2 separate regions of the Sus scrofa genome follow, and region 1 is linked to region 2. Evidence: chromatin contacts called from public promoter capture Hi-C data. All regions are on one chromosome and are shown on one strand. The core of a region is the stretch at or near the end of the contact, and the rest is flanking DNA. Distances in the headings are between cores, read along the strand shown.

Region 1 (5,015 bases), core at 1,713-4,212, 120 kb after region 2:
TTCTCTTTTGCTCTCAGGTACCTGAATGTGCTCCCTCATTTCCAAGGTGATAATGTCCTTCTCCAGGAGGTGTTCTAACAGTTCGCTCAGCAGCAGCTGTTTGGCCAGGACCACTCGGTTCTTTTTTAGAGCTTCCTGATGGTCAGGATGCATGCCACACACCCCCAACATCCTGTAGACAAAGAGGAGACAGAACGACTCTCAAGTACAGGATTTGGTACAGAAATGGGGGTGGGGGGGCAAGAAGTGTGGGTAGGAAAAAGACATAAAGAACAAGACTTAGGAGTTCCCGTCGTGGCGCAGTGGTTAACGAATCCGACTAGGAACCATGAGGTTGCGGGTTCGGTCCCTGCCCTTGCTCAGTGGGTTAACGATCCGGCATTGCCGTGAGCTGTGGTGTAGGTTGCAGACGCGGATCGGATCCCGCGTTGCTGTGGCTCTGGTGTAGGCTGGTGGCTACAGCTCCGATTCGACCCCTAGCCTGGGAACCTCCATATGCCGCGGGAGCGGCCCAAGAAATAGCAAAAAAAAAAAAACAAGACTTATAATAACCAAGATCGGATATGTTTTATTGAAGCTGGTTAAAAATCAAAGAAATATTAAGCAGGGAGTTCCCGTTTGGCTCAGCAGTAACAAAACCGACCGGGATCCATGAGGACACGGGTTCGATCCCTGGGCTCACTTAGTGGGTTAAGGATCTAGGGCTGCCGTGAGCTGTGGTGTAGGCTGCAGATGCAGCTCCGATTAGACCCCTGGCCTGGGAACTTCCATATGCCGTGGGTACAGCCCTAGAAAAGACAACAAAAGAAAAAAGTAAACTGTAAGTTCCAGTGACAAAATGATGTTAGAAATGACCAGAATCTGGAGTTCCCGTCGTGGCTCAGTGGTTAACGAATCCGACTAGGAACCATGAGGTTGCGGGTTTGATCCCTGGCCTTGTTCAGTGGGTTAAGGATCTGACGTTGCCATGAGCTGTGGTGTAGGTTGCAGACATGGCTCAGATCCTGCGTGGCTGTGGCTGTGGTGTAGGCCAGTGGCTACCACTCTGATTCAACCCTTAGCCTGGGAACCTCCATATGCCGCGGGAGCAGCCCAAGAAATGGCAAAAAGAAAAAGAAATGACCAGAATCCATAAAGAACTAAGTAAAAAGTCTGACAGTCATGTCTGAAACTGCATTTTAATTTCACGTTCTCCGTTCTATTGTAATACTCGTTTACACCAAACCTTTAGTAAAAACCTGCTACAACAACACACTCTAAAGATATCAAAAACCTCACTTATGAATCATCTTAGGCGTTCCCATCGTGGCTCAGCAATAATGAACCCGACAAGTATCCAAGAGGACATGGGTTCGATCCCTGGCCTCACTCAGTGGTACAGGAGCTGGCATTGTGTACAGGCTGCAGCGGAGGCTTGGATCCCATGTTGCTGTGGCTGTGCACTGGCCTGCAGTTGCAGCTCTGATGTGACCCCAAGCCTAGGAATTTCCATATGCCGTGCGTGTGGCCCTCAAAAGACAAAAAAAAAAAATCACCTTAGAACACACGAAAGCAGTAACAATGAGACAAGTGTGAACTCTGGTTAAAAATAAGTGTTGAAAGGTCAACTGTAAGATGACATCACAACTGGATACTAGGTCTTTCCTCAGGATACAGACAATGCAGGGTAAGTTTCCTCAGTTTTTCCTCCCTAAAGTCCCAGGAGCATTTTCTCCTTACAACTTTCTCCTCCCCCGGTTGCCAGGACACCACTGTCTTCAGTTCCCCTCTCTGCCTTCTAGGTCATTTCCTTCACAGGACCTCTGGCCTGCCCTCACATGCTGCTCTTCCTTTAGGATCCCCCCTCAAAAAGCCTCTCCCTATTCAATCTCATCCATACTCACCATTCACGCACTGACTCTCAGTTCTTAACTCTAAATTCTCAACTTAAACTTCCAATCAGTAACCCAAGAGATTTAATCTGAAGTATTATCCATTCTCCACACACCTTCTCCTTCCTGTATTGCACGTTCTGGGGAGAGTCTCAAATGTGGACGTTCCACAAATAACCACAATTACCTAGAACTTTAGGACTGATCTGGAAAGGGAGGAGGTGGTGCAGAATCACAGGGGAGATTCTTGAGTCTTGATTCTGTGTCCTTCTGCAGGCTCTGCACCCAAAGTCCTCAATCAACTTGGGTCTGAACCAGGAAACATTAAAATATGTTATCCTGGAAAATGTGTGTCATGAAATGATAAAACTAGAGCACTGGCGGAGACACACTTGGAGCCTCGGGCACCTCCCGGTCTCAAAGCACTCAAACTCCAAAAGCTGTGCTGAATGCCCTGCACATCAGGCCATTACAGTCAACACAATACGGGTCATGATATATTCCATCCCAAACAAATGCACATCAGGCAGGATTCCGAGGTCTGCAGGTTTAAGTTTAGTTCCTCATAAAGGAGTTGAAAACCTCATAAGGGGAAAGAAAGAATGACGGAGCTTTAAGAGAAGCCACGATCTGGCAGGAATGGAAAGATCTTACCTTGTTCAGACGCCCGGGTAGAAGAAAAAGAGAGTCAAGGCCAGAAGACCCACCCGCCCGCGCGCCCCCGGGGGCCCTGCCCCGCCTCCCACCCTAGGCAGGAAGAGCGGACGCCGCTTTTCCAGGGGTTTAGATCGGGGGGCGCCAGGGCCACACGCCAGAGGCCCGAGCTCCCGTCCCTGGGTCCAACCAACGACCCCGGGGATCCTCCCTCACTCACCTGCGACCCCGATCAGCGGCCATCAGCCCCTTCTGCTGGAGGGCAGGTCCGGAGGCCGCGCTCGGCGCCGCCATTCCCCGCTTTTCCCGCGCACCGTCCGCGACCCAAACAAACCGCGAGCCTTCGCGTCCTCCGCATCCCTCCCCCGTCCGCCCGCGCGCTAGGCGCCTGCGCACTACTTCTCCTAGCTGCACCCCCGCGCCGGCCGGCGGGGCCGTCGGCGGGGCGCGCGCAGGCGCAGAGCCCTCGAGTTGAAGCGCCGTCCAATGGGGTGAGAGCGCCCTCTTCGGAAGGGGAAGGACGGAGCCGCCCCGCCCAGCGTGGGCACCCCATTGGCCGTGGGTTCCCGCGGAAATCACGCTCCCGCCCCAGCACCGCCCGCCGGGCCACACCCGCCTATTGCAAGAACTCGGTGGACATGGGTGTGGCCGGACTTTTCACTCCATCGAGTTTAATTGCTGGGACCCGGGTAAGGAAGACGTGGAGAGCGCTAGGAGGCGCTGTAGACAGGTCCCCGCGCCCGAAGATGACCGACTGAGTAGGGCGCGCGGGTCAGTGCCGGTGGAGCGGCTCCCAGGGGCTAAAACCTACAGCACAGGTGCAGCACAGGAGTCCAGAAAGACAGATATGCTTTTTGAATCTGGGGAAGCAGGGCAGGGGGCCTGGGGCAAAACCCTGGCGGTTAGAGCGCAAGGGTGAGGCTGAAGCGAGTAGAGTGTTTCATAATAGATGATTCAAAAAAGATCCTTACAGGGAGTTCCCCTTGCGGCTCAGGGGCAACAACCCTACTACTATCCATGAGGATGCGGGTTTAATCCCTGGCCTCGCTCAGTGGGTTAAGGATCCCGTGTTGCTGGGAGCTGTGGTGTAGACCTGCAGCTACAGCTGTAACTCACAACCTGGGAACTTCCATATATCACAGGTGTGGCCCTGAAAAGACAAAATAATAATAATAATAATAATAATAAAAGAGGGCCTTAGATACTCCACCACCCCAGCCAAGAAGCTCATGTTTTACATTTTATTTTATTTAGGGCTGCCAGGAATATAGAAGTTCCCAGGCTTGGAGTTGAATCAGAGCTACAGCTGCCTGTCTACGCCACAGCCACAGCAATGCCAGATCCCAGCCACATCTGTGACCTACACCACAGCTCACAGAAATATGGGATAACCTGGCTTCTGTTGCCTTGTATTGAAAACACATGGGCTTTCATGTTGGGGGGGAGGGTGTATTGCTGGCTGAGAATGCTGAACCCTTACCAGTTGATGTAGGTCCCCACAACTTTGGGTCTTTGGGGAAAGAATTTGGCAAAGAGACTGAGGGTAATGAGGCAAGTAAGTATTTGAAGAGAGATGAGAAAGAAGGTGCAGGGAGCACTGGCAGGCTGGGGGACCCGGATGGGGGTGGAGGGAGAAAAAAGACTGACAGAGCAAGATAGGAAGCGAGAGACACATGCTTTGGAGATCCTTTAAGTCACTTGTAGGGGGACAGTCCTTCCGGGCTTCCTCTGGCCTGTCATCTTGCTTTGTCTGGCTTTTGCCTGACTTGGGGCCCTGCCCTCAGGGTGGATTTTAGCACAAGGGTCTTTGGGAAGTTGACCGGATGTACTGTGGTCTGGTGCCCCTCCTTTCTCTGTCCCTGGGGAACCATTCTGCCAGTGTGTAGTTTCGGAGAAAATGAGAAATAGATGGTCTCTATCTTTTATCCAAGTAGGAGCTTTTATCTTGAAGTTATCTATCCACAGGGAACAGATTACATTTGCTCAACCTGGGACCCTGCTTCAAATCCCCCCTGAGAGATGTGAACCGCAGTACATCTTTATTGGGAAGATGAAGGGCTATGGTCTATCTTCAGTAGCTTCTTCAGGTGGCAGGGGGCTCGCAGACCCTACATAACTGGGGCATAGAACTCTCGCCCTGTCTTGTCAAGGGATCCCAGGGTGACTTTTCGCTGTTATTCAGACAGGATCTGTTTTATGGTGTGGCTGGGTTCCCTACATCACTATTATCCTCTTAGGAAAACTGTTGTAATCTGAAAGAGGCAAATTTAACAGGCAGATTAAAAAGTCGAGGCCAAAGGTCAATAAAAGAATTATTGTAACTGGAGGCTCAAGCAGTGGTAAGAACCAGGTTATGTTTGGTAATATTTGTTATTATAGTTCAGATAGTTAGTGCTTGGATTACACTGTCCAAAGGAATAGAACCACTTGGCATGGATATGTGTGTATATATATCTCTCTTCTTCTGTCAGTCCAGTTTACGGATGTAAA
Region 2 (5,191 bases), core at 615-3,114:
GTTCCCAAGCTAGGGGTCAGATGGGAGCTGTAGCCGTCGGCCTACGCCACAGCCACAGCCACGCCAGATCTGAGCCTTGTCTGTGACCCACACCACAGCTCACAGCAACGCCGGATCCTTAACCCACTGAGCGAGGCCAGGGATCGAACCTGCGTCCTCATGGATGCTAGTTGGATTCGCTACCGCTGAGCCACAATGGGAACTCTTTGGTGGGTAACTTTGGGGACAGGAATTGGGAGTGGATGGGAGGAGAGATGATTCTACTTTTCTGTTTTGTTTCTTTTCTGCTCTATGTGAATTTTCCCACCAGTGGCTTGGATTACATTTATTTGTATCACGAGGCTAGACTGGGCCAGGAACTTAACAATTTTCTTCTTATAATTATCTGTATATATATTTTTAAAACCCTGAGAAGTATTATTATTATTTGTCTTTCTTGTCTTTTTAGGTCTGCACCCAAGACATACGGAGGCTAGAGGTCTAATGAGAGCTGCAGCTGCCGGCCTACGCCAGAGCCACAGCAACACCAGATCCGAGCTGTGTCTGCAACCTACACCACAGCTCACGGCAATGCTGGCTTCTTAACCCACTGAGTGAGGCCAGAGATGGAACCCGCAACCTCATGGTTCCTAGTCGGATTCGTTTCTGCTGTGCCACGACGGGAACTCTGAGAAGTATTAATTTTTGAAAATAAAATAAGCACCTATAATGTACCACCTCCCTTCCTCCAGGGGGACTAAAACATGCAACAATTTAAATGATGGAAAAACTATGAATGATTCACCCAAAGGAAATGGAGCCAGAGAGGGGTGTAGGAAGGAGAGGCCCCAGGAATGGAGCTGGCTGCCGTTCCTCAGTAGAGGATCACTCTCCTTCGAGCCACGGTCACCCCTGTGTTGTGCCTCTGCTGGGGTCCGCTCCTGCCATAAAGCCCTTGCCCCCTACCCACCTCAGACAAGAGTTCGTTTAGGGCAAAGACTGTCTTACTCTTCTCTGAAGCTTTCAGAGCTTTCTGCGTGCAGAGTAGAAACTGAAGAAACATCTATTGCACATGCTGGAAGGCAGTCTCCAACAGGTGAGAGGGCCGTGGGGTGACACCACTAGATCCTCTACCACTTGCGTGCAGAAGGCCTCACCCATCCCTCCTTTGCTCTGTAAAGTGCGTGGTAAGGTTCACGCTCCTTAACGTGTTTACCAAGACCTTCCCTGTCCCAGCCCACACCTGCTTTTCTGCCTGGTTCCCAAGACAATCCTGTGCCCCAGCAGTCAAACTGGTCCATTCACCACTCCCAGAGGCAACTTGAGGCTCCCTGCCTTCAGGGTCTTGCTCACGCCTTGCCCAATCTCTGCCACTGAAAACGCGGATGACAGTCTATCCACCTCATGTGCCCCTGGCTGGCTTGCTTCCTCTTCCCACCTTCCAGGTGCGTCTCTAAAAGCTGCACCCGCCCTTGCAGTATGGTCATCTAAGCCTCCCGGGCCGGAACATCAAGATGTGTCTCTTACCCTGCCTTCCCCCGTGTCTATTACCTTGCTAGGCCCTGAAGAAAGGGAGAGGGAGAAATACAAGGGTGTAGTTCAAGTCCAAGGTAGAATTAGGCCAAAGGCTCCATCAAGGCAGGGTTGGGTTTAGGGTCAGAACTAGCACTGGGTTAGTCAATTCCTAATCCCACCCACTAGGCGGCGCCCGCGGTCTCATTCCAGTCAAGACACCTCCGGTTTTTGAAGTTTATTGCCTGCTTTACAAGTTTCCTTCCTCCCCTACTGTCCCTTTAAGAAGGTGATCCAGGTGAGGCCCGGACTCCGCCCCCAGCGCTGGCCCCGCCCCCCGCCCCCGCCCGCCCTGCTCCGCTCGCCCAGTCCTAGCGACTTGCCCCCGCGGTCCGGGCCGAGGTCCCAGGTCCCGGCCCGGCGCCATGGAGCGGCGTTGGGCCCCGGGGCTCAGGCTGCTGCTGCTGCTGCTCTGCGCCCTGCTGCCCCCGGGGGCGCGCGCCAAGGAAGGTACCGACCCCCGCCCCGCCCCGCCCCGCCCCGCCCCCTCCTGCGGGAGCCGGCATTCCTAAGGAGGCCCTCTCCTCGCGCCCCTCGCTAGCGCTCTTGTTTTGCCCCGCCGCCGGGCCATCGACTGGCCTGGCCGGTCTTGGGTCTTTAACCCCAAACAGCTGCTTTCCCGGGTCAGTGATCTCCGCCCCTGGTGGCCAGCGGTTTGCTCCTGGGGGTGGGGAGTGAGCTTCTGGCAGCTGGGAGGAAGCAGTGTCCAGAGGGGCCTCCCTCCACGCCAGCAATCGGGGGGGGTGGGGGGGGCGGGATCCTTTATTCCCAGGCAGCCCCAGCCTCGGGCACCTAAAGCACAGATCCGAACCCTCTGGAGTCGGAGGTGGGAGTCGCCTTGTGCCAAGCCAGGCAGGAGAACAGAGGGACCTGACGCTGGGGGATGGGCTAGGACTAGGGGTGCAGGGGTTCCCGGGTGCAGAGGTCCATCCTTCCACGTGGACCCTTGCACACACTCTCTGCCCCTAACACCTGGACTTCCCAGACCCCTTGCTGTGCCTCTACTCCACATCCCTAATCACAGGCAGGGCAGGCCCTTTGGCAGCGGCAGGGAACCTCCCCACCCAGGAACTCCCTCCAAAGTCTTTTGTCCACCTCCTGCCGGCTCACGACCCCCCAGAGGCTGAACTCCTCTCTGGCCCATCACCCTTCCTTTTCTGCTACTGATAGGTTCCCCCCGGGCTGCCTGAGAGGCTGACGGTCCTCTCTGGGGCTGCTCTTCCTAAGGCTTCCTGCCATTGACTTTGGTCAAAGGTCCAGCCGTCCAACCCTTGCCCTACTCTCCCTCTTCCCTCAGGGATTGGACAGACTAATCCCTGGAGCTCTTCACTCCTTCCTGGGTCGTTTTCCTCCCCTGAACCTCTGGAACTCGGCTGTTAAGAGCGGGGTGTTGATGCCTTGGGGCTGGGGGCCTGAAGGAGGAATGTGGTTTGCATTTGTGTTGCCTCCTCCCTCGGAGGTGACCAGCCCCTTTTCTCTCCTTCAGTCACTCTGATGGACACTAGCACAGCGCAGGGAGAGCTGGGCTGGCTGCTGGATCCCCCAGAGGATGGGGTAAGTGTGGGGGGGGGTAAGACTTAGGGTGGCTCAAGGCTGAAGGCCAGTGGGAAATGGGGCGGTGAGGTGGGTGGAGAAACAGAGAAAAGAGCAGGAAAAACTGGAAGTGTCTCCTCTGGGAGGGGGAGGGGAGGTGAGTCAGAGTCTTCTGAATGGGACCTGGTTGGGGTTGGGGGGGGGCGGTCAGGCTTGAAGGTTCCCAAGGGGAACATTTCAAAGGCTGGCTCCTCCCCTCCCTGCCCCAGCAAGGGAGGGCTGAATACTCTGAGGACCTGGAGGAAGATGCGCCTACTCCCTCTGGGAAGAGGATGGACCATCCCTGGGGTGGTTGAAGGCTGAGACCCAAACACAGAAAAGTCTGCGGTCTCTCCAGCCCAATGGGGTTGCACAGGTTTTAGGGGGTCGGGGACCCCATCAAAGGGTTTTCAGAGTCGTGGATGGGGACATTTTTTTTCTGGAGAGGAGAGCCGGAGTTTTCATCACATTCTTGAAAGGGTCTTTGACGGCCCCCCTCCCCCAAAGTTGAAAGCTGCCCCATGGCGGTCCCAGAGCCCTTGGCACCTCCTCCATCCTCTGCAGCTCTGTGCCACACCGTGCATTCCAAGCCCCTTTCCTCCTGGAATATTTCTGAAGACCAAGGGAGCAGAGAGGTGGGATCTTGTGAGTCCTAGAGCGCACGTTGCTGCACTCAGCAGAGCCGGCCCTGGCACCACAGGAGGCTCCCCAGGTGCCACACCCTCTGGGACTCAGTCTCAAGACCTCTTCATTCTGGTCCTAGACCCTATTCGCCAATGTTCCCTTTTCCCTTTGCTCCTCCAGTAGGAATCCAACCTCTATTTCTGGAATTGAGGCTACTTAGCCTGCTTTCCTTCTGAGTCTTAGGGTCCTGGCTCCACTCTCAGCTCTCCCACAGAGTGGCCTGTAATTAGAATTAATAGACTAAACCATAATGTATCCTACAGGAGAGGCTGCTTGGAAAATACTGGATTAGGCCAGCTCTAATAGGCGCCTCATCTCATAAACCAGCTAATCACTCTACAATGAGAGCTGCAGGTCCATCTGCTGGCTCCCACGGGCTACCCCTGCTTCCCCCACCCAAATAATTCTTCCCTGGTTGGGCTGGAGCGGATGCGAGTCCCCTTTTGCAGGCTAAACAATTCAAGAAGGCAGCAGCAGTCACATTTCCACTGTCTGCCTTGCCCCCCTCTTCCCCTCTCCATCTTTTCAAAACACATACACATCCAGGTGCAGGCTCCCCAGAATGTACCTATGTAGCAGCCAGCAACCAGAGTGATAAGTGAAAGGATCCTTGTTGCAGATCCTGGGCAGCTGGTTCTCCCCCATCTGTCACTGCTGGAACTGGGAGGAGCAAGTTACAGCTGGGAACATCTGCTGCTCCTGCCCCAGCTGCAGCCATGGCAGCCTCGCTAATGAGCTGCACATTAACCACCCACCACCTTTGCACCTGCCCATCACCCCAAGCTTTCCCCATCCCTGCTTCCTCCTAAGCACAGGCTCTAGGTCCCTTCCATCGCTGCAGCTTGGATACCCCCGTGTCCTAGCTTTGAACTTCCTAACATAAATCAAAAACACAGCAGCATATACTTCTGCCTCTGGCCCGTACCACCCCAAATTTTAGTTGATGGTGTTTTTTCTTGCCTTTTCCCCAAGTGGAGAGTAGTGATGAAAGCCCTTGCAAAAAATGAACTTTCTATGGGCTTCAGTCTCTCCTTTACAAAATAAGGAAGTTGGAGTTCCCATCGTGGCTCAGTGGTTAACAAATCCAGCTAGTACCCATGAGGACGCGGGTTCCATCCCTGGCCTTGCTCAGTGGGTTAAGGATCTGGTGTTGCCGTGAGCTGTGGTGTAGGTCGAAGATGCAGCTCAGATCTGGCATTGCTGTGGCTGTGGTGTAGGCTGGTGGCTATAGCTCCAATTAGACCCTAGCCTGGGAACCTCCATATGCTGTGGGTGCGACCCTAAAAAAAAAAACAAAAAAAGACCCCCCCCCAAAAAAAAGACAAAAAAAAAAAGGAGTTGTAACCAAGATATCAATGGAATATTTTATAGAATTTGAGAGCTT

Evidence for each region. Promoter capture Hi-C pulls out the DNA fragments that hold promoters and counts their contacts.
Region 1: a promoter capture Hi-C map of fetal skeletal muscle shows a contact between it and region 2, with 5 times the contacts expected there. The contact joins the promoter of CASP2 here to the promoter of EPHA1 in region 2. A contact is called at or near these places in 2 of 5 promoter capture datasets (fetal liver and fetal skeletal muscle), 4 of 47 Hi-C or Micro-C datasets (embryonic fibroblasts, epiblast stem cells and liver) and 2 of 2 datasets of contacts at active chromatin or transcription factors (alveolar macrophages and skeletal muscle).

The regions. Positions count from the first base shown.
Region 1 is chr18:6,963,126-6,968,140 of Sscrofa11.1, forward strand. It overlaps CASP2 (caspase-2), which reads right to left and starts at 2,963. Exons shown (of 11, transcript XM_005657720.3): 1 at 2,746-2,963; 2 at 22-172. The coding sequence starts at 2,819.
Region 2 is chr18:6,841,441-6,846,631 of Sscrofa11.1, forward strand. EPHA1 (ephrin type-A receptor 1) reads left to right here and starts at 1,865. Exons shown (of 18, transcript XM_003134566.5): 1 at 1,865-2,001; 2 at 3,038-3,105. The coding sequence starts at 1,917.